Regions from separate parts of the Mus musculus genome. Here all the other regions are linked to region 1. Evidence: chromatin contacts called from public Hi-C and promoter capture Hi-C data. All regions are on one chromosome and are shown on one strand. Each heading gives the region's core, a stretch centred on a gene start, on an enhancer-like site or on the middle of the called end of the contact. The rest is flanking DNA. Distances are from core to core; before and after follow the strand shown.

Evidence for each region. Promoter capture Hi-C pulls out the DNA fragments that hold promoters and counts their contacts. A called contact is a pair of places that touch in the nucleus more often than the background predicts.
Region 2: a contact with region 1 is called in a promoter capture Hi-C map of pre-B cells. The contact joins the promoter of Nmnat2 here to the promoter of Npl in region 1. A contact is called at or near these places in 4 of 39 promoter capture datasets (cranial neural crest, embryonic stem cells, liver and 1 more).
Region 3: a contact with region 1 is called in a Hi-C map of uterus, with 3 times the contacts expected there. The contact joins the enhancer-like site here to the promoter of Npl in region 1. A contact is called at or near these places in 1 of 484 Hi-C or Micro-C datasets (uterus) and 3 of 115 datasets of contacts at active chromatin or transcription factors (bone marrow-derived macrophages, embryonic stem cells and extraembryonic endoderm stem cells).

The regions. Positions count from the first base shown.
Region 1 is chr1:153,547,211-153,551,590 of GRCm38.p6, forward strand. It overlaps Npl (N-acetylneuraminate pyruvate lyase), which reads right to left and starts at 2,504. Exons shown (of 12, transcript NM_028749.1): 1 at 2,438-2,504.
Region 2 is chr1:152,953,141-152,957,520 of GRCm38.p6, forward strand. Nmnat2 (nicotinamide nucleotide adenylyltransferase 2) reads left to right here and starts at 1,961. Exons shown (of 11, transcript NM_175460.3): 1 at 1,961-2,053. The coding sequence starts at 1,969.
Region 3 is chr1:154,110,600-154,114,979 of GRCm38.p6, forward strand. It overlaps Gm46165 (a long non-coding RNA gene), which reads left to right. Exons shown (of 4, transcript XR_001779496.2): 3 at 1,693-1,737; 4 at 2,280-2,310. LOC108167736 (a long non-coding RNA gene) reads right to left here. Exons shown (of 4, transcript NR_168298.1): 2 at 1,597-1,730. Among named protein-coding and RNA genes, the nearest start is that of Gm46165, 49 kb to the left of the region's middle. Within about 2 kb of position 2,097, at least 44 of the 459 cell types and tissues checked have an H3K27ac peak or open chromatin away from gene starts, as enhancers often do. A contact at or near this core is called in uterus, where this site is marked.

The sequences.
Region 1 (4,380 bases), core at 1,254-3,753:
CAAGTGCTGGGATTAAAGGCATGCGCCACCACTGCCCAGCTGGGAGCGTCATTTCATTCCCTCATGTGGGACTGATGGTGCTTTCCACCGGGCAGAGTGAACCTGACCGTCCTAACGTGGAAGACCCAATACACAGTTCCCATAGAGAGGAAACGAGCATTCTAGGAGAGAGCCTGGATCAGCAGGCAGGTGGAAATGCCCACTACAGGTCTCCATCTGTCATCCCTACAGCGATCTTAAACCAAGATACCTAAAGTGAACTACCACCTTAGCCCTCAAGTCCTCTCCTTTCCTTACAGGGTAGCCCTAGAGTCGGACTGCATCTTGGCTCCACCATTTCTCTCCTGTAGCGAGGATACCACTCACAGTGTTTACAGGGTCAAATGAATGAACTGACACAGTGCGCTTGATGGCTGTGCCGGACGCATGCGCTGTGCTCTCTGTGAAGTTCTGTCATTAATGGGAACAGTCATTTGTGCTGCTGCCTCCTCCCCAACACTCAGCACTTTTGCCCACTGAGGTCCCAAGTCACATAAACTCTGTTATCTCCTTACCTGGAACTTCCTCCTTCCCCTCTCCTTCCGGTCTCATGACAAACCCCGTGCTACCTTTTATCTGGGTCAGTAATCATCGACCCAGGTCCAAGAAGGTTAAAATGATAAGAAGCTGAGTGCTTGAAGCAATCAGCATTAAGCATCCTACCAATGGTCAGCTCTGGCTACACAGACTCCCATCTTCTTGTGCTTCGGGCTGCATTTATTTCATATTTGATAAGAACATCTTTAAGTTCTGATCGGGAAGCCTTATACATCTTTGAAAGCTATTAAATGAATCACCACTTAGATGCAGTTTGAGCTAAAAACATAGGGCCTGTGAGAGAAAAGGAGGGGGGCTGGCAGTCACTGTAACACCCCCAGAACACCCACATTTCTAATCTTGTCTCTATCCTAGTCAGATGACATCAACTTCCTGGCCTGCTGGGAAGGTTTCTTTATGCCTCCAGGGTTTCTCTGTCTAGCCTTGGCTGTCCTGGAACTCACTCTGTAGACCAGGCTGGCCTCGAACTCAGAAATTCGCCTGCCTCTGCCTCCCGAGTGCTGGGATTATAGGCATGCGCCACCACTGCCCAGCTGGGAAGGTTTCTTTATGCCTACAGTGTACCAGCTCCACTGTTCAAAAACATTCCCGAGGCCACTGCCTGTTTCCCCCGTGGCTTATCTTTGCTTCAGAGCATCTGTCTCCCACTTCAATCCCTTCAGTGTAGCTCACTTTTCAAACTCACTCTAAGAGTCAAGGAATTGCTATGCATCTGAAGACCAGCATCTGGGAGGTGGAGGCAGGAGGGTTGGGAGTTCAAACCCATCTGTGGCTGACCACAGGCTGACAGCGGAGACCAGCCTGAGTTACTTAAGACCCAGTTTCAAGGACATCAAAACAAGCCGGGCATGGTGGCGCACGCCTTTAATCCCAGCACTCGGGAGGCAGAGGCAGGTGGATTTCTGAGTTCGAGGCCAGCCTGGTCTACAGAGTGAATTCCAGGATAGCCAGGGCTATACAGAGAAACCCTGTCTCGAAAAACAAACAAACAAAATCATCAAAACAACAAAACCCAGAGGATTCAGCAGAGCATGGCAACACACATCTTTGATCCCAACATTAGATCCGTGAGCAAGGCCAGCCTGGTCTACTTGTAGTTTCAGGACAGCCAGGGCTACATCATAGAGATACCTAGTCACAGAAAAGAGAAGAGAAAAGAGGATTTCTTGATCCTCCAAATAGGAAATTGTTTAACTTCAGATTTCCTCCTGAACTGTTACTTTTCATTAAAAATCCCAGCGTTATAAGCAGGATAGAAGCTCATTTCTGTTCAACACTGCAAGCCCCTTGGAGGCAGGAGGCTCAGAGTCTGCGGCCAGTTTGAGATACAAGATCAACTTGGGAATATTATGCTTTGAAATATTTCATATTTGAATTAAGAGCAAATAATCACAGTGCTCTCGCACCCATGACTTAAAGTGAGCTTGGGATGTTCTTGTTGAAACGCCGGGGAGAGGGTAGATCCCTGGAGACCTCATCCATGTGAAGGAATGCCAAATTACAGACAAAAGTTGGCTTAAATTTAAAACCGCCAAGTTTTAAAAGGGAGGAGGGGGAAGTGATGTAGTTCCGAACAAGGAGAATGACTTGAGAAATACTTGGCAAACTAGAAATGAGATATTGAAAAAACACAAAACATGAAATACAAGCAACCTCTTCTATAAGAGATAGGTGTATTAGAGCTAACGGCTAAATTCCCTTCTGCTCAAAGGCTTAAGAGACCGATTCTGACAAGGGTTCCCGGAGGCCAGGCTACGCGGGTCTGCAAAGAATCCCCGAGTGTCACTGGCCCCAGGCGGCAGGGTCGCCCTCAGTCCCAAAGCTACCCTGCCCAGCGTACCTGACTTCACTCCTCTGCTCGGTGGCGCCGCGCTCACCTAGGCTGCTGTGCACTGGAGACGCGATCTCCTCTGAGCAGCGCGGTTGCGCTTTTAACTCAGGGGCTGCGGGACCACGTGGGGCCGCGCGGGGAGCCTGGGGGTTGTAGTTCCACGTCGGGCCGGGGAGCTGCTTCACCGGCTGGAATCCCGAGACTGCACTAGTTGCTCCTTCTTGGGTGTGGCCACAGCCTATTTTGTGAAAGACTCGTAGCTCCTGCACCTCTTGGATACCCACTGTCCTTATTATTCTGAGTCCGGGAGTTCTCCTCCTGTTCAAGTCCTGCAAGTGCCAAGTCTTGTTTGCATTGGATGTGAGATGTTGTGATACAGTGGTGGCTGCCTAGCAGCCACTTGGCTCTCTAGACTGACACTACTGCTCCAGTCCTGCCCATTGCCTTGTAGGAAAAGGGAGAAGTGAGAAGATTTTAAGAGTGGATTACAGGCCACAGGTGGTTGTGCGCTCCTTTAATCCCAGCACTTGGGAGGCAGAGACAGGAGGATTTCTGGGTTCAAGGCCAGCCTGGTCTACAGAGTGAGTTCAGGACAGCCAGGGCTATACAGAAAAACCAAAACCAAAAAACAAAACAAAACAAACAAACAAAAAACAAAAGAAAAAAGAAGCTGGGCAGTGGTGGCGCACACCTTTAATCCCAGCACTCGGGAGGTGGAGGCAGAGGCAGGTGGATTTCTGAGTTCGAGGCCAGCCTGGTCTACAGAGTGAGTTCCAGGACAGCCAGGCTACACAGAGAAACCATGTCTAGGGAAAAAAAAAAAAAAAAAAAAAAGAAAGAAAGAAAGAAAGAAAAAGAAAAGAAAGACTTTTGAAAGTGAAACAAGTATTTTTCTTTTTTGAGAGTGATCCATATTAATTTATTGGCATAGTCAATTTATCAACAAGATGGGTGGGTAGTCTGTCCCCAGGAGGTGAGGTTGATTTCCATCTGCCAGAAGAGGTGCCCACACCCTTCATTCACCTTGAAGACTCAGCACTTCAGGCTTCAGTCAGGTTCTCACAGTCTTATCGGTCTTATCAGTCTTATCCTGGAATTAAAGGCGTACACCACCATGCCTGGCTTGATGCTTATTATTTTATTTAGGGAAAATATGTTTTCTTTCTAGCTTGCAAAGTGCTCTGGACTCCATTGTGGTTGTTTGTATGCCTGTGTGCATCTCTTTCGTTCTCTCTCTCCCTCTCCCCCCCCCCCCCCGTTTTAATTTTAAAAGTTTAAACTTTATTTTATTTTGTGGGTATAGTTATCTCTGTACACAACATGCATGCAGTGCCCATAGAGGCCAGAAGAGGGCACTAGGTACCCTGGTACTGGAGTTACAGACAGTTGTAAGTTACCCTGTGAATGTTGGGAATGGAAATATCCACTCACAAAGAGAGTCATGAAGCCTGAGCTACACAGTGAGACCCATCAAAAAGGGGTGGGGTCGGGAGAGGAGGGCTCTTAATGTATAAGGCTGTGTTCTCACTAGTTTTAGGTTAACTTGACACACAAAACTAGTGTTATCTGAAAGGAGATAACCCCCCCCCCCCAAATGCCATTGGGGATGTATTAAGAGAATGATCCTGGTACAGCCACTGTGGAAATCATTATGGTAGTTCCTCAGTAAACTAAATACAGAATACCACACAGGTGTGGAACTGCATGTCTGTAATCCCAGTGATTGGTAGGGAGAAGTAGGAACATGAGTTTGAGGCCAGCCTAGGTTATGTAAGACCTGGTTGCATTCCCCCTGAAAAGCAAACAAACAAAACCTACCATGTGATTCAATTGTACCATTCATGGGAATGTACCAGAGAGACATATATACTCACATACTCACAGGACTGCTCAGCAATTCATGATAGCCAAGCTATGGAAACAGTCTAGACAGGTGAATGGGGGGAAAGTGA
Region 2 (4,380 bases), core at 711-3,210, 590 kb before region 1:
ACTTTGGCTTATCAGGTAAAGCAGATGTCACCAAGGCTGATGGTCTGAGTTCTATCCCAGGGACCCACACTTAAAGAGGAGAGAAATGACAGCTGCAGGTTGTCCTCTGAGCTCTGTGGTAGTGCTGTAATATTTGTGTGTGTGTGTGTGTGTGTGTGTGTGTGCGCGCGCGCACATGCATGCTTACGTGCACACACACAAAGTAATAAACTAGAAACTAGAAAACTAGAAAATCTCTCCACAGTAGGAATTGATTTACTATTCAGCAAAAATTAAGAAATATGAACCGCATGCCTGCCAGAAACTCTTAGATAAGAAGTAAGGAGCAGTGCTAATGCGGTGGCTGAACAGGCAAAGGTACTCACTACCAAGGCCGATGGCCTGGGTTCAACACCCAGTTCCCACAATGCAGAAGGAGAGAGCTGACTCTTGCAAGGAACTGTTCGTCCAAGAAGGCAATACTTGTGCTTCTGAATCAGGAATCTAATTACTGGTTCTGTAATGCATCCAAAGAGAACAGTTGTCCGGTCTTCAAACCTTTCCTTTCCCCCTATTCATTTTTCAGAGTCTTAGCCCATTCATTTACTAAACTCAAATTTTAAGGCGTTTCCCCAAACGTCTCTATATCCCATCCATCCGCAAAGACTAAAAGCTACAAAATCTATGGTATCTATCCTGCCCTGCCTCATCTCCCTGCTGCTGACTCTCTATACCCAGCAGTCCCAGGACAGGACCACCTGCCCAAGGCTGCCAACTTTCTCCTAATTCTTATTTTCCTCTTGGTTCTTTTCCTCCCAACACTCAGAGATCTCATAAAAATGTCAATTACATGGTACTCTCTGTCTAACGATTTCAATGGCCTCCTTTTGTTATTCCACTGTAAGTCAGTGACTCATAAGAACTTCCTGTCCATTATCCTAAACCCATATGATGACTGGGTGCACATTTCTCTACTACTGTTTGCCCACCTGTCCAGGACTTTTGGTTATATGGCCCTCCTTTCATGTTCACAAGCACTGGAAGCCTGTCTCCGGGTCTCTGTACCAACAACTTCTTGTCTAAATAGGCCTGCCTTAAATGTCGTCTAAGCCAGAGAGGCTTTCTCAGACTCCGTCCAATCTGCTCTGTCAGACAGTGAGTTAATTCAGTTATCATTCGGGGTCCACAGCAGCATCCAATAGAGAGTGAGCATCAAGAAGTAAGCATAGAGTGGTGACTGACTCAACTTGGACAGCTGATGTAGGAATTTCGTAATACTTAGCCTTACTAATTTCCCATTCATATCTGCCCAAACCCATAATTCAACCCACACAAAGGACCAACATTAGCAGAAGGGCTTTCTTAGTAGCCACAGGTCAAGATTTGGATTCCAGTCAATAGTTTAGAATCACTAAATAAGGGAGGAGAACAAAACAAAACAAAAAATCCGAAATGAACACTATTGAAAAGAAAACCTATCATTTGTCACTTTAAATATTAAAGCTCATGAAAAAGAAAATTCATAAAATCAAACATTTTTGAAGTCGGATATGTTAGGGAATGTAGACAGGGAGAGAAAAAGTGAGTCAGGAAAACGAAATTTGACACAGAGAGAACATAGCCAGCAACCACGCTGTAAGGATGCCAGGGTACCACTCCTTTCCTTGTAGATAAAGTAAGATGCAGTGAGGTGGGGTGGAGAGGGTAGAAACAATAGGGTCAGGAACCAAGACCAGTGACGCAAAAGAAGCTAGAGAGGAAGTAGGACTAAGCAGAGCCAAAGGGAGAGCAATACAAAAGCAGCCTTGGATCGAGCCGGAGTGGCAAGCGTTAAAGGGAGGCGGGGAGTGACGCGGTTTGCGTCTAGAGCGGCTCCTTGGAGTCCACAGCATCCACCGCCGGAGCCTCGCCTTCCTTTCTCCGTCTGCAGACATATCGAGACACAAAAAGAGGCAACCCCTGGATCAGTGCGAGAGACCTCATCCCATCATGACCGAGACCACAAAGACCCACGTTATCCTGCTGGCCTGCGGCAGCTTCAATCCCATCACTAAAGGGCACATTCAGATGTTCGGTGAGTCCTCCCGCCCACCCCGGAGGCTGCTTCCGCTGCTCTACTCTCGCCAATATCAGGGCTTTCCAAGGCGATTGAGCAGGAAGGCGTGCGCCCCTCCGGAGGGGTGCGCCGGCTGATCAGGCTGGTGCCAGGTCAGCCCCAACTATCCCCGCTAGCACGAGCCGACGCAAACTGCGTTTTTTCCAGGCTTCTCTAGCGTGGGGCCAGATCGCCTCGCCGAGGGCCAGGGATGGGGGAGGTGCGGGGCTGGGGGGTGAGTGTCCTCTGGGGTGGGGTGGGGGCGCCTGGTTAGAGCCCTGGAGTGCGGTGGTTTGAGTACTTGGCGGGCAAGGGTGGGGATAGGGGCAGAGGTTGGGGTGCGAAGAAGGAAGGAGAAGGGCTGAAGATAACGTGCTGTTTGTTTAGGATGGGCAGAAAGCTCGAAGGAGTTAAATGTGCCTCGGAGACACAAACACTCGCACACGACACACCAGTGGCAGGGACTGGGGCTTCAAGGAGACTAATACTGGGCTTGGCTGGCGGTTCCAGGAGGCTCAACGGACAATGTTTGGAGATTGTAGCTTTGGTGGCCCAGAGCGGTGGATGTTGGCTAATGGAGAGGGAAGGGTACCACTGCCCCGCCGAGGTTTGGCTCCGGCTGCCTTGGAAAGGGGAGGGGGCGGGGCGACTGCTTCGGGAGGTGGTCCACGAGCCGGCGAGATGGATCCCGGCCCAAGTTGGCCAAGGTTCTGCCCAAGGCGGCGATGACAACCGGCATCCTTGCGGTGTGAGTGTGAAGATGGATATTTGAATGTGCGTGAGAGCTCGTGTGTGGGGTAGGGACGTGTCTTCACGAGTTTGTTTTTTGAGGTTCGGGACGTACAGTGAGAGGGGGAAAGCTCAGGCGTCTCGGGTGCGTGCATAAAGGTCCAGCAGAGAGGCAGGAAAGAGGTAATTGTCCACGCAGGTTGAAATTTCTCGCCGCCGGTGCGGAAGCCACGCCGCTCGAAGGCTACTGCTTTAGGACCCAAAGGCGCAGGGTGTGTGCGCGTTTAGACCCCTGAGAGGGGGACGCGGGGTCACTTTAAAAGCAGAAATTGAGAAGTTATAAGTTGGGGTGATTTTTCTTTTCCCCTGGGACTCAAGGAAATGAGTAAGGGAGAGCCAGGGCTCTGGGGATGGGAGAAGGGCAGGGTGAGAGTCCCTGACCCGGCCCTGCGGTGAGGCGCTCTCCACAGGCGGTGGTGCTGAAACGCAGAGCGCTGCTACTGGCTGCGGGCACACGTGTTTGCCCAGGTCTGGAGGACTGCCAGAGCTTTCCTAGGCTGTTTAATGAAAGCCACAGCATATCCGTGAAGACCACCCCAAATGCATAAGCCAAAACTCTTTCCTCTAACCCTAAAAGATTATTCTGCACTGGGCCTTACGGCTAACAGGACAACATTATAAAACTACCCTGCACACAGGACAGGTTCAGTAGCCACCTTATGGAACGGGGAAAGTTAGGACGTCTAAGAAGCAGCCATTCCTTCTGCTTTATTCTGTAAGCTTTTAAAAGTGTTTATTCAGAAATGTCGCCAACTTGCCTGTTAAACAGGGTGCTTTGTTCCAGCATTAAGGTAAACCAGCAGCAAGGTAGGCCACATCCCCAGTCTTTTGAAGTAGCAGCAACCTGGGCAGCCACCACTTTTAACCTTCTTGTGAGTTCAGTGCCTTCTCTTCTACTCTTCCTCCTCATGGCTCACTTTCCGTTGGCAGTCGTTTGCTAATATTGTTTCCCTCCCCCTTGGCCAGGCAGGATCGGGCTTCCTTGGGAACTCTTTGGCTTTAGGAGCCTTTAGTGGGAGAGTGGGTGCTCCTCCTTTTTTTCAGGGACTAAGGATGTGGAAAATCCCACTTGCTGTAGGATTAGAAGTGGGTCAGATTTTGATTTTGATGGAGAGCAAGGGCATGGGACTGCAGCTGGAGAGTTTGGTAGCAGCGATAAGGGCGGTTACTGAGGGAATGCTGGCCAGACAGTTCTCCTGGAGCTTTGGGGATAAAATGTGAAAGCAGGCAGGGGTGGTAGCAGAAGAGTTTTGTGGATGGAGACATTTGACAGTGGCCATTAGTCACTTCCCATTGGCACCGAGGACCAATCAAGAATAGCTGTCAAGAACGCCTTTTTAAGTGTCCATTAAGTGTAACATAAAGAAACACAGGAAAAAGGCTGTGATGTGGGTTCACTCTGGGTGGAAGGAGCTTACCACCTAATGGAGGCATTTCCAAAGTACAGAAACATGTGAAGAAGAAGATGAGATAGATATCAAACCGTTTATTGTGGAATCTCTTATCGGTATCTTTGA
Region 3 (4,380 bases), core at 847-3,346, 560 kb after region 1:
GACCTTTCTCAAAAAGCCCTTCAACACTCAACTCTGGGAGCATCTTCACAGAGACCTCCTTCTCCCTTCCACCCCAAGTCCTCATCACAGATGTGTCTACACCTCCCTCTTTTTATCATCATTGTCTCTAAAACCCAGGCCCACAGACCTTTCCTCGTTAAGGTTCCTTTTGAAATTGTTTGAAGAGGAAAAATCTTTTGAAAGCTGTGGAGACTTACACAGAATCAGAAGGAAGTTGTACTCTAATAACAATAACAGTAATCACAATCTTCAACACAATCTCTGGCTTCTGGAGCCCCTCACTGAAGCCACAGCACCATGACCTAGGCTTCACTGCCCATCCCAGCTGCCTGCAGACATGCACACATGTGCTCAGTCTTATTTCTTTGCAGCATCTCCCCCAAGGCTCTCTACAGCCAACTTTACATCTCCCAAACTTCCCCTAGCAACTAGAGAATTTCTAGAAGGAAGTAGAAGTGAAAAGGGAATGAGATCAAATATAAAGATTTCCCCAGGTCTGAGTTGTCGTAGGTGTTCAGCAAAATTACTTTGGGTTTGATATAACTTATTTTTAAATGCTTTAAGACACTGTTACTATAAATAATGTCCCCCACCCATTTGGTAATGTTTATTCTCCTGATCTTTTATATTAAACACTTGAGAAGTGATTCTTTAAGTGCTAGTGAAAAAAAGGCAAATCAGACACAATCTTGGCATAAGGAATTTATAGTAAAAAAAAAAAAAAACAAACAAACCCAAAAAACAAAAAACCTTCCAACATTTATTCATGCTTGCCTGGGTGACCTATTATGTGTTAATTTAGGGTTTTATTGTTGCTTGTTTGTTTTGTTTCTATAGTATATAGGTCTAGGAGGAGATGAGATTTTTGGTATAAGAAGGGAGGCAGGAGAGGTGATAGCATTCATTAGTGGAGGGGACAGAGGAAGGAAGGGAGGAAGGGAGGGAGTGGGGCAGGGAGCTCTTCCAAGCCTGAGGGCTGGGGGCACAGGGAAGAGTGTGGTGTGGCTTCATTCCAGATGCTGGACGATTGGCTGCCTCCCTACCCACCATACTGTTATAACCCCCATGTTCAAAACTCCCTGGCTTGGCTTCTGAGTTTCCAGATAGGTTTGACCCAATAGACATTTCAAAGAGCAGAATAATCCACCCTGTCCCCTGCTCTGCACCCACAGGTCTTGGCAAGAGCTAAGGCAGGGTCTCAATAATTCCCACAGACGCAGAGAAGCTTGGGAAGCAGGGTCCAGGCATTGATGAGCATGTCTGAACTCAGTCTCCAGCCTATAATTAGTAGTATAATCCTAAGTCACATGACCTTGGAGTCTCAGTTGTTCTCAGCCTGATGAAGACAGAGGACCCAAGTTACTGTGTTATTATCAGAATTAGATACATTATTGTCATATAGCAAATTATTCATGCTGAGCAGGGGGTAGCGGGCATGAACCCCCAGAACCCAGCAAAACATGCCCTTTAATTACTCAAGCATTTACCCAAACCCAAATATCAAAAAAAGAAAATGTTGCTCATTACCACTAATACATCGCTATAAACTCATCAGAATAACCAGTACCAAATCACCTTGAGCATAGGGGTCCTTAGAAGATGGAGAAACAGCATCTCTGGTTTTGTAAGCCAGCTGCAACTGTGATATGATGAATTTGTGTTTCTTTGTAGGCACCAGTGGAGATCTCAGCACATCCCAGGATCGAGTTCTGGAGGGTATGTATGAAAAGGGGAGACTGTTAGCAAAAGCCACGTTCATCCCTGGGATGAAGAGTTAATTTTTAGTAACCGACATACTACAGGGGAGAAATGGTTCTTTGTTCTGTTTTGTTTTATTGTTCTGACTATACTGTACTGAGTCGAAATTTTAAACCCACAAGTGCTCTTAACTCTAATGCTCTGACTACTAATTACTATTGTAGCAAATACTCAGAGAGCCAAGTGCCAGGCACTGACCTAAGTGTTCCCATTTGACTCATTCAGTCATCAAAACAATGCTGAGAGCTGTGACATTCCTAGCTGTATTTCACAAACAAGGAACCAGGACATGCAGAAGCTGAAAAACCAGCCTTTAGGCAAACAGCTAACTAAGGAAAAGAGCTGGCTCTCAGACAGAGCCATTGGCTCCTGTGGACAACCCGCCCTTATTAGACATCACTCCTCCCGTCCATTTGAACTTAGAACACAGAGTCAAATTTTCCTGTCTTCATGGAAAGAGTATGAAGTTTTCTTTTTCTCATTAAACAACTTATTTGCAGGGACCAGATGACTCGGTGGTTAAGAGCACTGACTGCTCTTCCAGAAGACACACGTTAATTTTCCAGCAACCACATGGCAGCTCACATGGCTGTAACTCAAGTCCCAGGGGATCCAACACCCTCTTCTGGCCCAACGTGAATGAGGTACACAGACATACACATAGGCAAAACAGTCATATGCATTATAAATAAACTTTAAAAAATTATGGAATGTTTTGTCCTAGTTTTATTTCAAAGTTTCTATTTCTGGACAAAACATCATGACCAAGAAGCAAGTTGGCGAGGAAGGGGTTTATTCAGCTTACACTTCCACACTGCTGTTATCACCAAAGGATGTCAGGACTGGAACTCAAGCAGGTCAGAAAGCAGGAGCTGATGCAGAGGCCATGGAGGGATATTCCTGACTGGCTTGCTTCCCCTGGCTTGCTCAGTTTGCTTTCTTATAGAACCCAAGACTACCAGCCCAGAGATGGTCCCACCCACAAAGGGGCCTTTCCCCCTTGATCACTAATTGAAAAAATGCCCTACAGCTGGATCTCATGGAGGCACTTCCCCAACTAAAGCTCCTTTCACTGTAATAACTCCCGCCTGTGTCAAGTTGACATACAAAACCGGCCAGTACAGGTTAGATCAAACAATATAGAGATCTATGACTGACAGCTTGCTAAGTACCACAGAGCTGAAACAACTGTGCTCTTGGTTCGTGAGCTTGGCTTTGCCTGGCAAAGCCTAAGTAGAAAGTTATACAAAGGCCATTGGTCAAAGCAGCAGAAAATTAAAAGATGAGACAATGGCCCATTGGAGGGCCAGGAGAGGGGCACTCTGAAGGCAGGGATGTATGAAAGAGACAAGTTAGGGGGTGTTCTGGCATCCCACGAGCTGCTTGATGCTCATGGTTCCTCTGCATTCCACCGTTAGGTCAGCCCCACGCCGGTCAATGCCATTTCCTCCACCTCAGCAGCTTAGTCTCACACTCAACTTGCAGAAATCACGTCTGATCACCTCACGTGTGTTTCGCACAGAAGTGTTTCTTCCCTGGTTCTTCTCAGAGCTGTCATTATATCTGCAGCCCTGTAGCCCGTGGCTTCCTAGAATCTAGACAACTCAGCTTAGAAGAATGGGGGCACCAGAACACATGTTTTTGAGTGTGGTACCTAAGGTACTAACACGTAAATATCTACACACAAGAGGGGTTGGGAAACCCAATGGTCAGCAGCAGTAAAAGTTAAAGGGAACACAGACCCAGCTCTTCTGCTCCCAAGTTCAGAATCTGCCCCAAATTCTGTATTTTCTCCAAAGTTATCACAAAGGATTATGAAGAATTATGCCAATACTTGCCCTGGGCTATCTGGGCAAGGTAGGTTAATTGCAAAAAGTTCAACCAGGCTTGTTCAACCAGTTGCCCTCAGGCTGCATATGTCTCAATGTAGCTGTGACTGTGGCCTGTCACATTCATAGACTACAATGTCATGTCACACTGACAGAAGATTTGGCAACCCCAGATTAGTCCAAACTCAAAATAAGTGTTGGAATCCTAGGCAGCTATATCATGGCAGATGCCTGTGTCTGCTGCTCAGCCAGACAGACGTCCACTGCATAACTGCTGTGTCCCAAAGTCATCAACGGCTTGTCAGAACAGCCAGCATAAAAGTCTAAGCACTTTTTCTATCCTTCTTTCTGTCTCTCCCTCCTGAATTCTCAGGAGGACACCCGTAGCACCCAGTGAGCTCTGTCCAGGTGTAGACATTGGCTACAATTCTATTACAGGACCCACATCCTGAAGAGCCAGCCTCTAAGAACACCGAAGGAGCACTCTCTGCCTAAAAGAACAGTTCTTGCTTGCTGAGCTCTGCACTGGCACAGAACCTCAGGGGAGGCCTGTTAGCTAGCTCATGGGCCTGAGTTTTTCATTCACTGAACATGGCTGCTGTGACGTCATTTCCAAGTCCCCTTAGGATGACAATCGTGATTTCTTTTTTCCTTTGTTAACACAAGATATGAAGTATGGGTCTTGGGACCCTTTTTTGGCAGGAAGATTTTTTTTCCATTTTTTATTAGGTATTTAGCTCATTTACATTTCCAATGCTATACCAAAAGTCCC